2 separate regions of the Xenopus tropicalis genome follow, and region 1 is linked to region 2. Evidence: chromatin contacts called from public Hi-C data. All regions are on one chromosome and are shown on one strand. The core of a region is the stretch at or near the end of the contact, and the rest is flanking DNA. Distances in the headings are between cores, read along the strand shown. Region 1 holds the start of sesn1 (sestrin 1). Region 2 has its middle 51 kb from the start of sesn1.

Region 1 (5,391 bases), core at 534-3,033, 51 kb after region 2:
CCTACCCAATGTGGGCGCAATGCCCAAAAAAATTTACCATGAAACAATTAGAGCAGGGATCATAGGGCTGCGCTCACTCAGTGATTGCTTTCTTAAGCCCATCCCCCTACCCAATGTGGGCGCAATGCCCAAAAAATTTACCATGAAACAATTAGAGCAGGGATCATAGGGCCGCGCGCACTCAGTGATCGCTTTCTTAAGCCCATCCCCCTGCTCCCTCGTTGTGCATAAATGGCGCTAACCAGTCTCTTGCATGCATCAGAGAAGACCGTGCAGTCAAAGTCTGATGTACACTGACTCACTAAAGTAGGCCTGCACTTCAACCAACTCATACTCCGCACTGCCGCCAACCAATGGAAAAAAGGGGAGGGGTGACACCTGTCCTTTTCCAATGGCCCCACTACCTGGCCCGTGACCTCCACCATTCATCAATAAAAGCCCTGATATTCCCAATGAACAAATCCAAACCTTCCCTGGACAAATGAACTCCATCTTCCCTAAACAGCTGTGTGTGAACACATGAATTTCCGCATGGCTCTATTAACCTTTCTCCTGGACTTCTCATGCCCTTGTGGGAAATGGCGCCTCTCCAACTGCGCCTTTGTATCACATCTGACCATGCTATACACTGGACTCTCTCGTCCCTTAATATATCCGTTAGGTCATCCCTCATGGCCTCAATAAGGGCTGGGGTTTTATATGCAGTAAGGTCATTCCCCCCCGCATGTACAACCATCAGATGTATAGTATTTCTGCGTGCTGCATCCAAGGCCATACCTCTCAGCTGTCCCCATCTCATCCCTCTCCTACCAATTCATCTGATCTTCATGTGTTCCTTCAGCAAACCCATCTCTTGACCTGCAACCCCTGCATACTCTGATGCTTCTGCTTCTGCTGAACGATGCCTGCTGCTGATCCAGACTCTGCCAAATTCTCCATGGACACCAATCCTCAACAAGAAACAAGTAAGAATGTATCCTTAACAAACATACATCCCATTACATACCTTGCTCTGCCTAACTCCCCTCCCCTGCCCCCTCCCCTCTCCCCTCTCCCCTCTCCTCTTCCCTCTCCCCTCTCCCCTCTCCCCTCTCCTTTCCTCCACTGCTCACCCTTCTATTGTAAAAACCTGTTTAGCCCCCAGCTTCCTTCTGACCTAAGGACACATATTTGCTACACACAAGCATGCACCGTGATATATGTATAATTGCCCAGAGACACAAATCCCTTCTTTATACATATGCTTCAACAAGCATTTTTAGAACACTTTAACGCATTGCTATAAAATGAACAAATAAAAAGGGAGAATGTCACTCCCTTGTTCCTGGGCTCTCTGGAAAGCTCTGTGAAGTGTTTCATTGTACTTATTTCCCCCAAACCTGCTTGCGGTACCTAACTGGTTAAAAAATGAAAATGTTTGCAAAGCCTGGTGTTTTTCAGAGACTCTTGTTTTCCACAAGCTGGAGCACACACCCCCATTACGTCAGGATGGCACTGATCCCCCGCCCACTCTTCAATCTGATTTTTTTTTTTTATGTTCGGGACTGGATTGGCAGCTGAAGCCATGCAGTTTCTGTATGCTCCATCTCATTGGTTTATCCTGAAAGGGGGGGTGTTAGCCGAGTATGCCCCGCCTCCCTTCTGGCTGTTGTTTATTAGTCTGTGTAAAGAGCTGAACTCGGTGCCAGTGTGCTGGGGAGCAGTAGGCAGCGGAACGCTGGGGGACGGGTAACAACAGTGACATTGTGTTCTGAAATATCAGCATAACATCATTCTATAAGCCCCCGTCAGCTCCCAAAGCGAAGCCTGTAAGAAAGGGCAAGTGAGGTTTTTGTGTTAATAAAGCAGCCCGTGGACTAACAGCTTTGCCCATCCATTTGCCGAACAGAGCTTTGTCTGCACACTGACAGGACGTGAGGACGATGAGGTTATCTCCCCGGGCAGCTCTCTCACCTCCAGAGATCATTTGCAGCCGCTGCAGCCAGTCCTGTAACAACAAGGTAAGGAATGCAGCCCCCAGCTCTCACCTCCTTGCCTAAATGAAGTTAAAGGGACAATAGACTGCTGCCCACTTAGGGCTCTGCTGTACAAGTTGGCTATAGGGCCCTCTGCTTAGTTAAAGTCATTGGTTGGCAGAAGATGGCATGCAGGCATTCTACCTGTTTTCATGGGTATTTGGTCGCTGGTGGTACTAATTCATAATGTTTCCTTTGAATTAAACTATATGACAGTTTCGACGCATAAATCCATGTGAATATGGTATTTCTCAAAATGAACAGGTTATAAAGTATTCCTTAGATATAAATATATGTATTTTGCCACCATGCTGTAACAAAGGCACTGATGCTGAGAGGGCATGAGGTGTCAGCAGGCTGTTTGTTAGCACTAGGATTATGCTGGTCCCCCATTGATCACAGTGCGGTTACTGATTCTGGTCACTAGGAGGATAAAGTCTGTTACCCATGGAATCTGGAAGCAGAATAGCGCTGCTGCAGCTGCTCCTCTTTCCTGTGATGCTCTACTGTGCTACTGTATCGCTGGCTGTTAAGATGCCCACCTGGAGTGCCAGTCCTTAGTGCATTTTATATATAGGTGCCATAAGGAATATTTACTTGACTGCATGTTAGATTATGTCAATACTGAATGCCTACAGCTGTTCCTTTGTGCAGTGGTGATTTCTGTATCTCACTAATTTGACTCATTTGTCTTAATGCCTGTAGTGTAATAACTTTATTTAATGGGTGAAGTAAAAGGTATTACAATATATACACCATTCTCTGTTAAATCTCACAGGGCAATGGCAAAAATTGCCCCTGTCATTAAATTTGCAGCCCTGAGATAATCAGCCTGCAAAAGTTCTGGAAAGCTGTGTTCAGTAATGGATTTTTGGGCTGGGGAAGAACGATACCTGGTTGCAGTCCCTTTAAAATGAGCAGCAAACTTGCAGTGATGTTTTACAGATAGTCTGTTACTGAACTACAACTCACAGAAATGGATGCCGCAACAGATCCTAAGAGATATAATTCAGCAACTGCAGTTGTTTATGGGTTACACCACCCTAATAAACATCAATACTTATAAGTGAGTTCATAGCTATCTATTACAGTGGGCACTAATCTTTGTTCCTTGTTGGCCTTACGGAGAGTTGTTACCTTGTTGTTTTAGCATCCAACCCTCCCCTTCCTGGCCCCAGTATTCTGCTGCCTGACCCCTTCCTCTTGGGTTTTTTTTACAGGCTCAGTGAAAAGCCCAAAGATTCCCTCCCAATCCTTTTTAAGATTTGCACTCAGCCTTTTTTCATATATCAAATAAATAGCTTTTATGCTTTTGCTGATTGAAGTAATTTTCTAAGGGTTATGGCCCACTAGATGTTTCGCTTTCTCTTACTTGCAGACACCAGTGGATCACAGCAGGTCATGACCCACTGACAAGCCATGGTAGTGATTAGTTCTGTACCCACGATTACTGCCTAGAAACATATGGGCAGGTATGGCTACTTACAGCCCTCCCCATTGCTGTTGAATGATATTGGCTCTTAGCGACCCCTGGCGTTTTGATTGGAAGTGGTGGCAATCAGAATGGTTGTGTGCCACAGTATATATAGACCCGTGTTGCATCTTACATCTCTCTTTAAAAGAATAGATATTTATAACAAGGGCAAACAATGAAAAGCTTATTATTTATTGTTATGTTACTTTGCACAGGAATTGCTGCATACAATCCTTGTATATAAGTAGGAAGCGCCAAATCCACTTTTTTGGGTTTGACCGAACCCCCAAACCTTTTGTAAAGGATTTGGCCGAATACCGAGTCCAAACCCTAATTAGCATATGTTAATTAGGTTTTTGAAGGGTTACATCTTGCCATGCACTGCGTGTTAAAATGCCAAAAAGTCATATGATTCTTAGGATTCAGATTCGGTTCAGCCAAGAGCATGGATTTGGGTGAATCTGAATCCTGAACCGAATCCTGGATTCGGTGCATCCCTATATATTATTTATATTATTATATTAGATTTTGTGGTTGAATTTTGCTATACCAGCAATGACGTCTTTGTACCTTCTAACTGCCAAACAAACACCCAATAATATACAATCTTTAAAGCACCATACAAATTGCTGGAGCTACTTGGCTTGAGGGTATCTGCTGTTTGTCAGTATAGTAGCCACCCTGTGATGGCTTTTGTCTCTGGGACTTTTTGGTTGGCAGAACATGTATGGACAAGTCTGTATGAGGAAAGTGCTGCCTATACTTTCACCAAAACATCCGTTTCATGACCATGTAGGAAGGCTTTGAACTTGTGCCAAGCCTTTCGATTGTACTGCTCAGCACAAGGGCGAAGTATTCCAAGGAGGGGGAAGGAATCATCTGGGTTTTGGGTTATGATTAAAATGTAAAGATTTTATGTAGCAGTTACGTAAAATGACGTTATGTACTGTATGTATGGTATATTCTACAAAAATGTTCTTGTCTAATGAAAGATTTTGAAAGATTTGCATTGAAAGATGAGTATACAGTCTCATTTAAAGAAATAATGGCTGTATGCTTATTTTGATTGGCGCTTCCTTTTTTTATGATTGTAATCCAGACCCTGTATATATGGAAATGTGTGCGTGTGTATATGTTTTTTCTTCAGTTTGTTGTATTGAGAATGATTTAATTCTCTGTATAACTGAAAAAGCTGCATTAATGCTGAGTATTCAGTAAGCACTTTGGTGATGTAATGACTTGAGGATTTGTTGGCATGTAAATGGGTGTTACAGAGCTGGCTGGCATCCTGTTAGCACAGACAAAAGGCAATGCCTACCTGTGTGATAACAAAGACTTGTTTAGCAGAGACACTGATACAGCTCTTTGTGCTGAAAATACAGTGTGTTTTTAACCAAGGAATATTAGGGGGGGGGTGGCAAAAAAACTGAGGCTGCATCAGGATCATACCAAAGCATTCCCTTTCTTATAATCATGTCATGATCTTTCTACATAGGCAGCAATTTGTATCCCGTCTGCATATCAGCCGATGACACAGTTCTTTGTGCCTTTACATCGGAGTCGTCTTTTGTCAACAACACAGCAATGTTTATTCGCCCCACCTACTTTCCTGAGATGGTCTGAGGGAGGGTGGGATTCTTCTGGAAAGATATAGGTAGAAAACTTTCATGGAGGATCCCATTTCAAAAGCTTATATAGCAGAGACCAGTGCAGTTTAATGTAGGAAGAATTTTCTACCTTTGTTTATGGGGAGTCTATTGATTTGGAGAGCATGTTCTTCCAGAGGTTATTTAATTGGGAAATGATTAAAGCAAATGATTAATTGTTTTTTTTTAATAGATTTGTTAGTAGTTTAAACTATAGGATAGGTATGGGCTGCACTTAGCATTTTGCCTCTTAAAA
Region 2 (4,878 bases), core at 904-3,403:
TGTATTGTACAGCTATACAACTTAAAGCAAAAATAACACGATTTTCAGACATAAATTAAGAAAAATAAATTAATGATCATGATAACCTTTAATCATCCATTCCCAATTAAATTCTTATACCCCTTGTTACACAGGGCACAGTCAGTCATTAAACATACCCTCTCCTATTATCCTCATTTTAAGCACAACCCTCATTTATTTATTTTGCCTGCACATATGGGAGGTACTCACCTTAAAGAGGCAGATTTATCAACATGTGATATTCGAGTTTACCACAGAAAAATTCATCCACTTTCTATTTATTCCTGTGGGATTTTTAGAAGCGTATCTATCACATGACTCATAGAAACTTGTGCATCATATACATAATTATTTTTAAAAATCTGACTCCGGCTTGGAACTCCTCCAGTTATATGCAAGTAGGAGAAACAATAGGTTAACTGAAAGCAGTTCTAATGTGTAGCGCTGGCTCCTTCTGAAAGCTCAGACTCAGGCACAATGCACTGAGATGGTGCATACACACCAATATTACAGCTAAAAAGTACATTTGTTGGTTCAGGAAAAACATTTTAAATGGTAGAGTGAATTATTTGCTATGTAAACAGTGTAATTTAGAAATAAAGATTACACCATAAAAATCATGACAGAATCCCTTAAAGTAAAGAATAACTTACAAAATCATTCTCTTGACTTGACTAGCTGCTCAGATCCTCTCTACCTCTCTTAGGGCTCTGGCACACGGGGGAGATTAGTCGCCCGCGACAAAACTCCCTGTTCGCGGGCGACTAATCTCCCCAAGTTGCCATGACCCGCCATCCCGCCGACGAACATGTAAGTTGCCAGCGTGATGGCACACGTGGCAGCGCGATTTCCCGAAATCGACGAAAAAGCCTCGCGAGTCTTTTTCGGCGATTTCGGGAAATCGCGCTGCCGCGTCTGCCATCCCACCGGCGATTTACATGTTCGCCGGTGGGATGGCAGGGGTAGGCAACTTGGGGAGATTAGTCGCCCGCGAACAGGGAGTTTTGCCACGGGCGACTAATCTCCCCGTGTGCCAGAGCCCTTACTTGTATCTCCATACATAGTAATTAAGGTTAAAATTCACATAACCATTGACCTTCAAGTTGGACCATTAGATTGAACCTGCATCCTATTTAGTTTCAGAGATTAGATTCTTTAGATTCAGAGGAAGGTGAAAAACACCATATGAAGTTGTCTCCTGTTTATCTCAGAAAAGGAAAGGAAACCTCACTCCAAAAAGGAAATTAGATTAAAAAAAATTAAATTATCTGCCACTACAACCACATTTGCAAGGGGCAAATTCCAAAATGTACAAATATAACTGATAATTTCTTGTTGCTGTTGATAAAATCTCTTTTCTCCCAGAGCCACTACCATTTCTTACCACCCAATTTTACTGCTATCACTATTGCTGCTTTTTAAGGGCTCTGGCACAAAGGGAGATTAGTCGCCCGCGGCAAAACTCCCTGTTCGCGGGCGACTAATCTCCCCGAGTTGCCTACCCCTGCCATCCCACCGGCGAACATGTAAGTCGCCGGCGGGATGGCAGACGCCCGCGAACAGGGAGTTTTGCCGCGGGCGACTAATCTCCCCGTGTGCCAGAGCCCTAACTCTGGTATTCTATTTCTGAATTACCCTTATAAGAAACCCTTTACTAAACCTCTTCAAACCTAAACTGTTTGACTGATTCAGTCGTAGCACTTATAAACCAATCTCTTAACCACTATGAATGGCAGCACTTACTACAACTAGTTGTTTTTGTAAGCTACACACCCCTTTTGATTGTAAGCTCCTCTGTGGGACAGAGACTTCATTCCTCATTACCTCCCTTGGCCCTTAACCATTAATGAAATATTATACATGTTTATATGTTTAGGTTATTTTATGGCTATATCAGTTGTATAAAAACAAACAAAGAGTGCATATAATAGGTAAAAATACCAAAATCTCTGATTAGAAAAGCAATTTTTCTATTTAATCCTTGAATTTATGTGGCTGGCAGCTCCTAGGAGAGCAAGCCTAAGGCCAAAAATGTATTCTGAGAATCAAAGGAGGCCAGCAAGCACTGCTGTTAAATAGATTTGCTTGTCCTGTATAGCAGTTCCTAGAAGATTACCATGCCCCAGCTTCAAAACATCACATGACTGCACAGCACACATCATAGACTACCAGTCTGTATTCAGAAGAGAACAAGGCAGACTTTGAATCTTTTTTTCTTCTGGCTCAGCAAAGCATGTTGGCAAAGAGTGCTGAAGTAATCCGAACTTGGGTCAAGAAACCTGGGGTGGGGTAGGGGGTGAGGGTGGTGGATGTTGGTGAAGCAGAATTCCCAATTTTGCAATATTGTTGGCTGCAGCAAGTCACATTCTCAGTAGCTCCTGTTATTGATCAGTTAATTGTTCTGTGAAGTACATAATGTGTTGTTCCTAAGACTGCTGCCATTAGACAATATCAACTTCCTTTAGGGACTGTTCTTTATACAGCATATACTTAGCATTAATATAAGGATCATTGATTTACAAGATCTATTGGTGCTCAAAACCTGGCACTTTACCATCCCACACCACAGCTCCAATCACTTGCAACACCCTCTTTCCCTCCCCCAGATGTCACCACAGATCGCCGACCCCCCTTCCTTTCCCTGCTCTGGCAGCGTACCTGCTCTCTGCTGTTATCCTTATGGACCCTTTTTTCTAACTTGCACTCCTTCCTCCCACCAGATTGCTCTCTGGGCAGCTGCATATTCTGTCTACCCCATGTTCTGGCTCTGGATAGCTCATAAGGAACTATACGCAGTATGGTACACAGCCTGAATGATCAGAACAGCTAGGGGACAGAAGAGAAGCAGTGGCTCCTTTTTACTTACTCAACACATTTTATCAGTACATGTATGACCTGCCTTTGTGATCAAATCCATTAGAGCTGAAACGAGTGCCAGCCCTGGGGGGCACGTGCCTAGGGCACAGTGGTGGGGGAGGTGCTGGGAACATACCTCTCTTTCCTTCACTTCCCTTGCTCCGCAACTTAAGTAAATCCTCCGCAACCAAATCTCCCTGATTACCTTTGGTGACTAAATCATAGCTGGTTATGGAGAAACTCATGTGGGTGTTTGTGGATGCGTGTGGAGGCTGAGCGGAGAAAAATTGTTCCATTGGGGAGGTGCAATGGGGGTGGGGGGGCTGCCTCAGGTGCTGTCACCTGAAGTGCCAGTAGAGTAATCCACAAGCATTCTGTTAATAATACTACAGGTGATATTGCAATTGGCTGCATCAAAGTAATGTATTACCAGTTGAAAAATTCTACTTATAGCAGCCAAATAACAGGTTGCATTTATTGTTCTGCAGTTTGCAAGCAAATGTCTGATGAAAAAAGATACATTCATACATGCAGTTCTGGCCCGGACTAGAAATCTGTGGGTTCTGGCAAATGCCAGAGGGGCTGCTGTAAGACGTTATAGTCAGTCACTAATTATTGGGCTGACAGGGAGCTTTTTGGGGCTTCTGTACTTGAAATGTTTGGGCCTATTTTGATGCCCAATCCAGGCCTGATGCAGTTTGTAAACACATTACAGTGATGGGGGTCAGTGTGCATTGTACCATGACGATATAGAATTGTAGAAGCCACACTGTGTTCTCCTGGGGAAGTTACTTCAGATGGCATACGTAAATTTGTACTCTATGAATTTGGCTAGGCAAAATTAAAACTAAAGTATTGGTATGGTAAGCTTGTCTTAGATTTTGCTATAGGGCAGGGGTCCTCAGCTCACCCCAGGTAAGGACAAATACATATTGTCTTGTGCAAAAAATTTTTTTATATAAAATAAATTAAATATTAAATAAAAATAAAAACTTGGAACAACTCGGGTGAAAATGTCATAAATGGGTATCTTTTGTCTCCACAGTATAATAGTAAGCACTGTCCACTGCAATTTTTACTTCTTTAACAGAGCAAGCGATTAGATATAAGTTTCATTGCTCATGGTGAATGCACAATAGGACACTTTTAGTAGTCTGTCTGATGGTTAAGCTTGAGAAAGCCTTGTTTATATGTCACAGTAGTTACCATTTCTGCTGTCTAAGCAATTGCAGAATTTTGCTGGGCAGCCAAATACATTACAGCAACAACAACAATGGAGGAGTGTTTCTCCATCAGGGGGCTAAAACAATGAGAGGAATTATCTATGTGCTTGACCCTATGAACCTTGCTCCTACTGCATTGCCAGTACCTAATGTATTAAAGGCACGCACTATATTTTTGTATTACTTTCTGTGAGCTATCTTTCATACCTGTCTGTATGAATTTTTTTCTGCATTTTTGCTTCATATTAATCTGCTATTAGAAGTTAACATAACAGGTATATGTATATAACAGAACTGGGTTGGTTTCCTCCCACTCCAACTAAAATTGCTCCTATTCTGAAGGACCTTAGATTGTAAACTATCTTGGGGCAAGGATTTATGTGAATGATGAATAATCTACATATTGAGCTTTGTAAAAGAGTTGCATATTTCCCAATTGTCCCAATTTTTGCAGGACAGTCCCGATTTTGACAGCTCAACCGCAGTCTCGGATTCTTTCTAAAAAGTCCCTCATTTCCCTTTGATCTCGTGCACTGAATGCTGAAAAAGATACAATGTTTCTCAAACTTAATTTAAAAAGTAGCTTTTAGCAGAGAGCCCAGAAAGTTAACAAGCTATACCTGCACTTAGATACAATTGTAACTAATAAGCCTAACAGGTCTCTTGGGGGAACTGAGACTTGCAACTTAAAGGGCAATTTCATATTTTTTTTTAGCAAAACTGTAATAACACATAAAACAAGACCCCCCCCCAACTGTCCCTCAGCCTGCAGTCCTGG

Evidence for each region. A called contact is a pair of places that touch in the nucleus more often than the background predicts.
Region 1: a contact with region 2 is called in a Hi-C map of liver, with 2.8 times the contacts expected there. The contact joins the promoter of sesn1 here to the enhancer-like site in region 2. A contact is called at or near these places in 2 of 5 Hi-C or Micro-C datasets (brain and liver).

Annotation. Positions count from the first base shown.
Region 1 is chr5:78,107,264-78,112,654 of UCB_Xtro_10.0, forward strand. It overlaps sesn1 (sestrin 1), which reads left to right and starts at 1,784. Exons shown (of 10, transcript NM_001129939.1): 1 at 1,784-2,000. The coding sequence starts at 1,923. LOC105947405 (a long non-coding RNA gene) reads right to left here and starts at 997. Exons shown (of 2, transcript XR_001170831.3): 1 at 778-997.
Region 2 is chr5:78,055,983-78,060,860 of UCB_Xtro_10.0, forward strand. No RefSeq gene overlaps it. Among named protein-coding and RNA genes, the nearest start is that of sesn1, 51 kb to the right of the region's middle. Within about 2 kb of position 2,154, at least 1 of the 11 cell types and tissues checked has an H3K27ac peak or open chromatin away from gene starts, as enhancers often do. A contact at or near this core is called in liver, where this site is marked.